Regions from separate parts of the Mus musculus genome. Here all the other regions are linked to region 2. A link is a contact called in public HiChIP or PLAC-seq and Micro-C data. All regions are on one chromosome and are shown on one strand. Each heading gives the region's core, a stretch centred on a gene start, on an enhancer-like site or on the middle of the called end of the contact. The rest is flanking DNA. Distances are from core to core; before and after follow the strand shown. Region 1 holds the start of Golga7b (golgi autoantigen, golgin subfamily a, 7B). Region 2 holds the start of Crtac1 (cartilage acidic protein 1). Region 3 holds the start of Loxl4 (lysyl oxidase-like 4).

Region 1 (2,980 bases), core at 173-2,672, 180 kb after region 2:
TGCCACTCGCCGGAATCCCAGAGGCACCGCACAGAATCACTCACAGGCCTTTGCTCTCCTCCTTGGCAGTGGTCCAGCTAGGCTGGAAATGGGGAGTCACCACAAAAGCCGGCAGCAGCCGAGCTGGGGAGACCCAGTGTGCTGCAACACTCTAAAAATTCAAAGAAACTTTCAGCTCTGCTGTTGGCATGCTGTGTGGGTACCGAGCCAATCCTTTCTTCCGTATGTCAGCTTCACCATGCGTAAAGAGCTCTCCCCGGGGAGGAGTAACCTCTGGGGGTAGAGACACAAGTCCCGACTTCTTACACATTATGCCAAGATTTTGTCCTTAGCTAACAGGTCCCTTGGTCTATAGACACACTGTGAAGCACACAGTCGCTTCCCCCTCACAGGCAAATGTGGATACACTGAGAACAGCAGCTCAAATGGAGAAGGAAAGAAATTCTCAAAAGTGGGGGCTGGTGCAGGAGGTTCATTAAAACCAACCCTTTGGGTTCTGGGCCTGAGCATGTCTTTTTCCACGTTCTCCTCCTAAGGAAATGTGGATGTGAGGGAAGGTGTGTCTTCCCTAGACAAGCATTTGGGTTAGAAGCAGGATACTGCACCGCATAGCAACAACAGCAGTAGGCCACCTTCCCTCCCCTTACACAGGTGTGCAGGGATCTCCAAACCTCTAGGGAGTCAGAACCCTGTGTTCAGGAGAAGGGGAAACCCCAGACCAGCTGGGACTTGGTGCTATTGGTAACAAGTAGATTCCCAGGGCTCAGAGTGGCATGGGCAAGATTGACATGTCAAAGGTGAAGGGACCCCTCAGCAAAGCTCTGCTTATATGCCATGCCACTCCACACCTCCCACCATGAACCCAGGGAACCACCCTCTACCCCCATCCACCCCCGTCTTCTCCTCGTGCCCAGTCTGCCCCTAGTGGGGAATCATTCCCTGAGGCATTGCCTGCGGGTTAAGGTGTTGGGCCCTACCTCAGTGGCCATCTTCAGGGCGTTCTGACCAGTCCTTGGCTGTCGCTGGGCTGGTTCAGGGGGGCTGTCCGCGGTGCTGATAGGAAGAGCCGGTGGGCTGGCCGAGGCCAGCGAGGGCCTGGGCGCTGTCCGCGGTACTGATGAGATCGCCGAAACCTGAAGCGCGCTCCTGCCGACCGGAGGGTCCCTGAAAGGTGGTCCGTGCTGTCCACGGTGCTGACGCGGGAGCCGGACCGGGGAGGCGAGGCCGCGCCGGAGGCTCCTCACCACCCGATCGCCTGCTGCCAGGGTTCCTGCAGGCAATGGCCCGGTTTTATCTTTGACAGTGGCAGCAGCGGCGGGCACGGGGGCGGCGGGGGAAGGAGGGGCCAGCGCCTCGGCGGGCGGGGAGGGGGAAGCCGCGGCCCCCAGACTCCGGCACCCGCCGGAGAGGAGCCCCGCCCGCGGCCACCGGCTCCGCTCCCGCCCCACCCCGTCCCGCCCCGCCCAGCGCCCCGCCTCTCCTGCCTGCCCTCCCCCCCAGCAGGAGTGCCTAGAGCGTTGCGCTAGCTTCCACCGCCTCCGGGGACTTCCAGAAGCTGAAGAAAGAAGATGGGCTCTGCTGCAAGGCACCCGGCCTGCAATACGGAAGGCCCCACCATCCACAGGCCGCCAGCCTCTTACCTTTCCAAACACCTTCAAATTCTCACTCTAACCTTCCCGTCCTGCCCCAAGCACTACCCAGCCTTATGGGAACATTCCCTTCCCTCTTTTCTCCTTTCTGCTTCCTTAAATGGGTAAAATCCCATTAGCTAGGGGAAAATGCTGCAGATATAAGAGAGCATTTTCTTAAAACACATACGCACATTTCATCCCCAGGTTTTCCCTAGGGCCCTTTCTTTTATGGAAGCCAGTCTTTCTTTATGATCCTCCTAGTCCAGGTCCCACCCCTTACACTTCTGTCTCCCTACAGCCATCCCAGAGTTTATACACACTCCCACAATACCCAATTACCACCACTAATCAAAAACCACATGCCAAACCGGTATGCCCACTCTCCAAGGTGGTAATTTGGCATTAGGCCTTCCAATCAAATGGTTTATCTACTTAATAAGCAGAAAGGAAACCCCAACACAGGTGTCTTTGAACACATCCACAATAACCCCAGATCTGTGTCTGAGGGGAGCTGGGTACTTCTTCTACAGCCTGGCTGCCCACAGGTCAGCAGCGTCGGCCATGACATAAAACTGGAGTAGGTGCCACAACAGGCAGCCAGAAGACCTGACTCCAGGTCAGACTTCTCCCGATTTCCTACCTTGATTAGCTGTCTCACTCCCTGAGTTTACGGTCCTCTTTCTGCAGGATATACTTGTTGCCCTTCTTCATTAGCCTATAGCTAGGGTCCTTTCTTCTTCTACCAAATTTCCCATTTAAAATTTCCAAACATACAGGAGAAGTTGGGGAAAAGACATTTGCCAGAACAGTCTAACTAACTCAGTCAGCAATAGTATTTTTACATTTGATTTTGATTTGTTGGCTTTGCTGACGGAAACTGGATCAAGGAGACGTATATAATTTCACTAGATTATCAGAAAGCGATAGATTCCACAGTTTTATCCTTAAATACTTCAGCACTCATCCCCTCAGAATAAGAACATTTTCCTGAGGCAGGTGTGATGGTGCACACCTTTAATCTCGGCGCTCCTGAGGCTGAGGTGGGTGGAGAGACGTGAGACCTTGTCTCAAAAAGCAAAATAACATTCTTCTCTGTAATCACAATATCATTATCATGTCTTTTAAAATTCCATGGTAACCCTACTATTTTAGGATGGTTTGTTACCCCAAAGACATATTAATAGCTTTTTTTTCAGCAGAACTTTCTATTTTTAATACCAAACATTTATGGATCACTTAATGTGTGCCAGACAGTTCTACACTGCACATATATTTTGAAATCCTGACAATTGCTGTGAGTTACATTTTTTATTTTTTAAAATCTGTCTCTTTATCTGTCTCTCTGTATC
Region 2 (3,291 bases), core at 785-3,284:
AGAAAGTGGCAGGGACTAAGACGCCGAGGACAAGTGTGGAGACAGTCTCTCAAGTGCCAGGACCACAGCCACACAGATGCAGATATCCTCAGCACAGGGCGGTAGTGTGAGCCATCGGGATGCTGAGCCTACTGCTGCTCCTTTGGAGGGAACTGGGGACCAGGGGTGTGCTTGGGACCAAGTGTACTTGCTGCTGGATGAAGTGTATTGATGCAGAACCTTGGATTATGTTCTAGCAACACCCCCTGCCCCCGACACACACACACACGAGAGAGAGAGAGAGAGAGAGAGAGAGAGAGAGAGAGAGAGAGAGAGAGAGAGAGCATCTTTCCCAGAAGCACATCCACACATCCATTCAGATTCTCACAGGGTACAGAACAGTCTCCGACCCCTAGAGAGAGGTTGATTACAAACCACTGGCCTGGAACCCTGAAGAAACAGGTTGATATTGGGTCGAGCACCCAGAGTCTCGGGATTCCTAATGATCCTGAAATTATACTCGAAAGTCACTTATGGGTAAACGTTGGCCAGTTTTTCCAGAAAGAGACGCCAGTGACTTTCGCCAGATTCTCAATGGTTCCTCACCGCTGAGGAGCTCCTTGGCGGCCCAAGAGATGGACTCTGCCTACGCTTAGCTTCTGCTTTTAAGAGAAGAGCACAAACGGGGCTGACAGTTCTAATCAGTACTGGGAGATAACCAGGTCCAGCTAGGAACTGGTTGACAGGGAACTCTATAGCAGAACCTTCATCCAAGTCTTTTTAAGCGTCAAACATACAGACGCCAAGCTAGTTAGTGAGTAGTGATCGCAAAGCCTTTGGAGCTGAGCAAAGAGTCCCATATCCTTCTCCGAGGCCTCGGGTCTGGCTTTCAGAAATCCACCGGTCTTATTCATGAAAGGTCAAAATTCACTACTTGCTGAGCACCTATTATAAGCCTGGTTCTATTGTAGATGCAAAAGGTCCATTGATGTGGACCTTAGCAAGTTACCTGCCCCAAACACAGGTATATGGGGAGCTACTAACGAAGTCATCTCCATGTTAGTTGCTCTCCCACCACTACCCTTGGGCCAGAGAGACCAAAGCCATTGCACCCAGCTGTGCCAGCTGGTGACAACGGAGAAAGAGCAAGCGGTAGTACTCCGTGTGGGCAAAAGATGCAGACGCCCTGAGCAGGTGGGCCAGGCTCAGCCCTGGTGGGTGTTGCTGGAGAGGGGGCTAGGTACGGTGAGGACTCTGCCTGCGGGGGCGGAGGGCGCGGATGTGGGAAAGCAGACTCTGCCCGCAGTTGCCTGGGCCGCCGCGCCTGACCGCCGAGCTGCGCTCGCCTGCTCCCCGCCCTCTGGGACCGTGGTGAAGCTCTGTTCCCCATACTGAGCAGTCCCCCGGAGGCGCTCGGACACGTCCCTAGGCTGGATAAAGATCGACTCGGAGCTCGCTCCCCAGCGAGAAATCTCGCCATCGGCGTGGCTCGCGCGGCCGCTCTGGCCGGGCCTGGGAGCCGCCAGATCGCTATCTGGGAGGCAGAAAGACAGCAGCGCGGCCGCTACCCCCCGCCCTGCGCTCCGCGTGGCTGCGGGGTCCTGGGGCTCGCCGGCCTCCCTTCCCCCCCTTGCACTGCCTTCCCCGCGCTCCCCCCCCCCCCGGGGACATCCGCTTCCCGCCCGCCCGGTCCCCAGCGTCCCTCAAGGCGCCCTCTCCCCACTCGCCAGGCCCCGCTGCCTCCTGAAGGTTACGCGGCGCGGCGGCGGGGCGCGGCAGAGCACGGGGGGCACCCGCCCTCGCCGCCGCCCGCGCCGCCGCCCACCCCAATGCCCGCCGCGCCGGGCCAGCCTGGCTGCCGGCTGCTGCCACCGCAATCCCGGCTCCTAAATCAGCGCGGGGAGGCGCCCCTTCCCCCACCCGGCTCCTCGGGCTCCCCGGGCCGCGATTGGCCGCGCGTGCGCCCCCCAAGCTTGGGCCCCGGCTCCAGCTGCCGCGCCATTGGCTGCGGGCCTCCGCCAGCCTTTACATAAGCCCGGGCGCGCTCGAGTGGAGTTGTATAAAGCGAGCGCGCGGCGTCGGGGCGGGAGGCTCGAGGCCAGCCCGGGACCAGGGCTGGGCGCTGCAAGGCGGCGGCGCCAGCGGCAGAGGCAGCATCGAGCGCCCGCGCTCCGACGCCCCCAAGCGGTGGGGCTGAGAGAGCCAGAGGATGGCTCCGAGCGCTGACCCGGGCGTGAGTATCCGCTCCTGGAGCCCCCACCCCTTCCGGCGGAGAAAGTTTCGCCAGCCTAGCGCACCCCTCCCCGCACGCCCCCAGGGGTGGCGGGGATGCAGCTGGGGACCTGGGAAGATCGGGACTGCGAAGGCGGCGACGCTGCTCCCAACTTGCCAAGAGGCGCTGGACTCTATTGGCGCGCAGATCCTCCCCGCGGGCTGGGGGCAAGGCGGGCGCCAGGCTGGAGGTGGTGGAAGAGATGGGAGCCGAGGTGTGGGGGTGACAGCCCACAGTTGGCAGAGAACGTGTTAGTGGCACAGAGGATGGAGGTCAGCGGTTTGAGAAGGGGGCAATGGGGCTAGTAGGGGGCGGAGCAGGTGAAGGCTGTGCTGAGGGTACCCGGGGAGTCACCCAGCTGGCGGGCTCAGTTTGGGGACGACTAAGCTACCATCCTCGGCCGACTGCCAACGCTTCCAGGTTGGGGAAGATCCCCCGGGGCATAGCTCTTCTCCCGGGAAGCCGAGCTGTCTCCCCTTGCACAGCGCTGAGTGGCAGAGTGCTCCCGGAGCCAGCCCGGTACACAGCGTAGCTGCCAGCCGCCTTTTGCTGGACCGAGGTGTGGTCTGGCTTTCTAGCTAAGGATGTTTCAGGCAAGCTCTTTTCTGGCATTCTAGGGGAACCATGGGGTCCCCCCCCCCCTTGATCTTATGGAATCAGATAAAGGTTTTGGTGGGGCAGCAGGCAGGCTTGGGGGCATGCCCAGCAATGCAGCGTGATTCTTTTGCAGTACAGTAGTTGGGAGCCCTGGTTAGTCCCGCTTCTGCAGAAACCAACTAAAGAATCCAAAGTCATCCCAGCTGGGATGGGAGCCTCCCTAGGGGTGGGGGTGGGGGGTTCCTTCTTGAATGACTAATGATTACTATTGCTATTGGGTGGGTTCACCTACCGTGACATCTGTACATCTCATCCGTCCTCCTGGAAGCGTTCATGAGTTGCACTTGAGGTACCTTCTGGGATGGGTGCAAGACTTCGAAAAATGAAGCCAGTTGGAAAAGAAAGCAAGAAGGTTCCCAGAGTAGAGGACAGCGGTTTGATGC
Region 3 (2,943 bases), core at 440-2,939, 180 kb before region 2:
GATAAACAAAGTCAAAGAGCTGCCAGGGCAAGGCAGACACTGTCTTGCCCATGAAGCGTATGGTAGAGGGTCACAGACCTTGGGCTGAGGTCCTGTGAGGCCAGGGAGTCAGGCAGGAGGAAGCTGCAGACCTAGTTAAATCCTGTCTCAGGCAGTGAAGATGAACTGAGTTCTCCCTTTGACCCTCACAAATTAGCACTTAAGAACAAGGGGAAATCCCACTGGAATTAAGCTTAGGCCTAATACCCTCACTTTTCAAGGAAGACCCTCACCTGCTGTCCACCGTTGCCTCTGGCCAGTCTTGCAAGGTAAGGACTTCCGGCCAACATCAATTCATTCATTGGGTTCCAAGGTATTTTTAGCTCTGGGCAGCCAGGCCTGGTGGGTGACTGGCAGCAGGCGGAGCCTCCCATGTTGCTCCTGGCTCTGCATTAGAGGTGGCTGGGCAGAGGGTGGAGGCCCCGTGCATACCTGGTATCCTGGTCCACAGCTGCCTCATTGTCCCTAGGGGAGGAGCCGGGTTTCTGCCTCTGCCACTGACCTGAGGCTGGGAGCATTCTTTCCTGTTGATTCATCCTAGGGAATGTTTTGGGCCCAGGTCGGGTGGGGCAGGGCCACTGGGGGGACATCTTAGACATGAGCAGCTAGGGGTGGACCCAGGTCTCTGGCAACATGGTCAAGGTGACCTGGCTGTCACATGCCATCTTGGCCCTCATTACCTCTGCCTTGAGGTCACCTTTATTTGCACATCTTCCCTCTTCAGACTTGGGTACCCCCCTGCCAGCGTCTAGCACTTTAGCCCTTTTTCTAGCACATAGGAGAAAAATCAACAGAGGGTCCTGAATGAAGAAACCGTTAGCTGTCAATCTGAGGCAAGGTGGGGGACGCGCCGCTCACTGCTCTGAGACTAGAGAGGATACTGGAAACAGTCTGCTCATTTCACACGTGAGGTTCTGAAGGAGCTGAAGACTGGAAGCCCGAGGCCTGGAGCCTGGTTGCTTCTTCAGCTGGGGGACTCCCCTCCGCAGGCCTTCCTTCATTTGTTGTGTTCCACAGCCTCTCATTCCCCTCTGTCCTCCACTGCCCTCATCCCCTGAACCTGGCAAGGACCAGGGACATCCTGGCTAAGTACCGGAAGTCTTAAGTTCTCTGCTGCGAGGTTTATGACTCTGGGAAGCAAATCCTGTCTCCTGGGACTGAACTTCATAATGAGCAGAGCTTTGCTCTCAAGCCGCCTTCAGTAAACCTTGGGGACCAGGTCACAGAGAGACTGTTACTTAAGCTGCATCACCCAACCACTGAACGGGGCCCTCACCCCAAAAGAACGCCTGCATTGCCCTGCAGAAGCAGCCCACGGGATCCAGACCTAAGACTGTGGGGCGCTCAGTTCTATAAGGTTAATGGGACACAGCTCCGATCGCCCATTAGACAGAGGAGAAAACCGTGCCTGCAGAGGCACTCGCAGACCGGATCCTTGCCACCCGACGCTGTCCCCCGCCATGCGTCTCCGGGACTCCGTCACCCCCCACGCTCCCCGCAGCGCCTGGGACTTCCCAACTTGGCCCAGTCCCGAGCTGCGCGCCTGGCTGGTGGCCGGCCGGGCGGGGCTGCCCGTGCACACAGGCGCGCCCGGGGCGGGGCCTGCGACCTCCCCCGGGGAAGGCCCGGACTTGGGGCGGGAGGCTGGCGGATAAAAAGCCCCCAGGGCGCCCCGGGAGGCCCGTTAGCGCTGCTCTGCCGTGGCGCCCAGCCCAGCCCCGACCTCCAGATCCTGCCGGTGAGCTCCTGCCTGTTGCGATCTCCTGTCTGCCTCTTGCTGTCTGTCTTGTCCTTTCTTCTGTTTCTCGCGGGTGGGCAGGCCTCTAGAAGCTCAGAGGAATGGGGGGATCCCATGGATAAGTCAGCCCAGTGGGTGGGTCACAACCTGCTTCCCCACTGGACAAGTGCCCATCATGTTAGGGGAGTTGGTTCAAGGCTACATGAGTGGAGAGAGCTCTGGCAAGCAGGAGTCTGGGTGTTAGGTTTGTGAATACACTGTGTGTGAACACACTGTGTGTAACCATTTCTCACCCTGAAAGAATGCTGGGGACGGAGTAAAATAGAACTAGATGTCTCTCCTGTGACTCGGGGCACTAAGAGCTGGAGCAGAGCTGGGCTCCCCTCTACATAGAGCTGACTGCTGGAGATGATGTGAAAGAGGGTTTGGAGGCAGAGGGCTTCAAACCCCACCTTCCCCAGCCCTATATAGGTGGGAGCCTATTTGTAGGCTCTGCTCTAACCACAGGAACGATGCCATAAGGGTACAGGGCCTAGACCAAGGCCCAGAGAGTCACAGAAAAAGGACTAGGAGTGACCCACAGCTAGCCTCTCAGGATAGCCGCCCCCCCCCCCCAAACCTCTAGGAATCCTGGGCAATCATCCTCTCGCAGCCTTCCCTCCTGGCCAGGGCAGGTGCCTGTGTCTTCAGACTTCACTCCAGTGCCCTTGCACTTCAGCCTGAGTCATATAGCCAGTGACAAGGTAGAGTTCCATTCACCCTCCCTCTCTCTCCCTCATCCAACATCGATCAATCAATGAGAGCCCAGACTGTAGCCAGGTGGCCTGTTTGAATTCTGGCCAGTCCAGCTATTTCATTTCCTGGGGCCCCGACCTTTCCATCTGTGAAATGGAGAGGCCTATTCAAACAGGGTCCTAGAGGCATTCTTATCCTGTGGCCCCCTCACCCATTCCCTTCTCCCTGGGGAAGAGAAAGGGCACCTTCTTTCTCCAAGACCCAGTTCTCAGCCCAGTCCTCCTGTACTCAGTCCAGTGGGAACAAATAGGAAGGTAGGATACTGGGAGGCCTTTCTGGAGGGAGCAGCATTTGAGCTGGGTGTTGACATGTGTGTAGGAGTTTAACAATGGGCCCTGGGAGATGAAGGCTCTGTCTTGGGAATGACAATG

What was found. Hi-C and Micro-C count contacts between places; a contact is called where the count stands out from the background. HiChIP or PLAC-seq counts read pairs in DNA pulled down with a chosen protein or histone mark.
Region 1: a Micro-C map of embryonic stem cells shows a contact between it and region 2, with 1.9 times the contacts expected there. The contact joins the promoter of Golga7b here to the promoter of Crtac1 in region 2. A contact is called at or near these places in 12 of 39 promoter capture datasets (the 3T3-L1 cell line, cranial neural crest, embryonic stem cells and 6 more), 1 of 484 Hi-C or Micro-C datasets (embryonic stem cells), 7 of 115 datasets of contacts at active chromatin or transcription factors (embryonic midbrain, embryonic stem cells, neural tube and 1 more) and 3 of 9 other capture datasets (adipose tissue, embryonic stem cells and liver).
Region 3: an H3K4me3 HiChIP or PLAC-seq map of embryonic stem cells shows a contact between it and region 2, with 13 read pairs. The contact joins the promoter of Loxl4 here to the promoter of Crtac1 in region 2. A contact is called at or near these places in 9 of 39 promoter capture datasets (the C10 cell line, the HPC-7 cell line, embryonic stem cells and 5 more), 4 of 484 Hi-C or Micro-C datasets (bone marrow-derived macrophages, embryonic stem cells and myeloid progenitors), 1 of 115 datasets of contacts at active chromatin or transcription factors (embryonic stem cells) and 2 of 9 other capture datasets (adipose tissue and pancreatic islet).

What each region holds. Positions count from the first base shown.
Region 1 is chr19:42,254,181-42,257,160 of GRCm38.p6, reverse strand. Golga7b (golgi autoantigen, golgin subfamily a, 7B) reads right to left here and starts at 1,422. Exons shown (of 5, transcript NM_027694.2): 1 at 978-1,422. The coding sequence starts at 989.
Region 2 is chr19:42,430,531-42,433,821 of GRCm38.p6, reverse strand. It overlaps Crtac1 (cartilage acidic protein 1), which reads left to right and starts at 2,034. Exons shown (of 15, transcript NM_145123.5): 1 at 2,034-2,212. The coding sequence starts at 2,189.
Region 3 is chr19:42,611,552-42,614,494 of GRCm38.p6, reverse strand. It overlaps Loxl4 (lysyl oxidase-like 4), which reads left to right and starts at 1,689. Exons shown (of 15, transcript NM_053083.3): 1 at 1,689-1,777.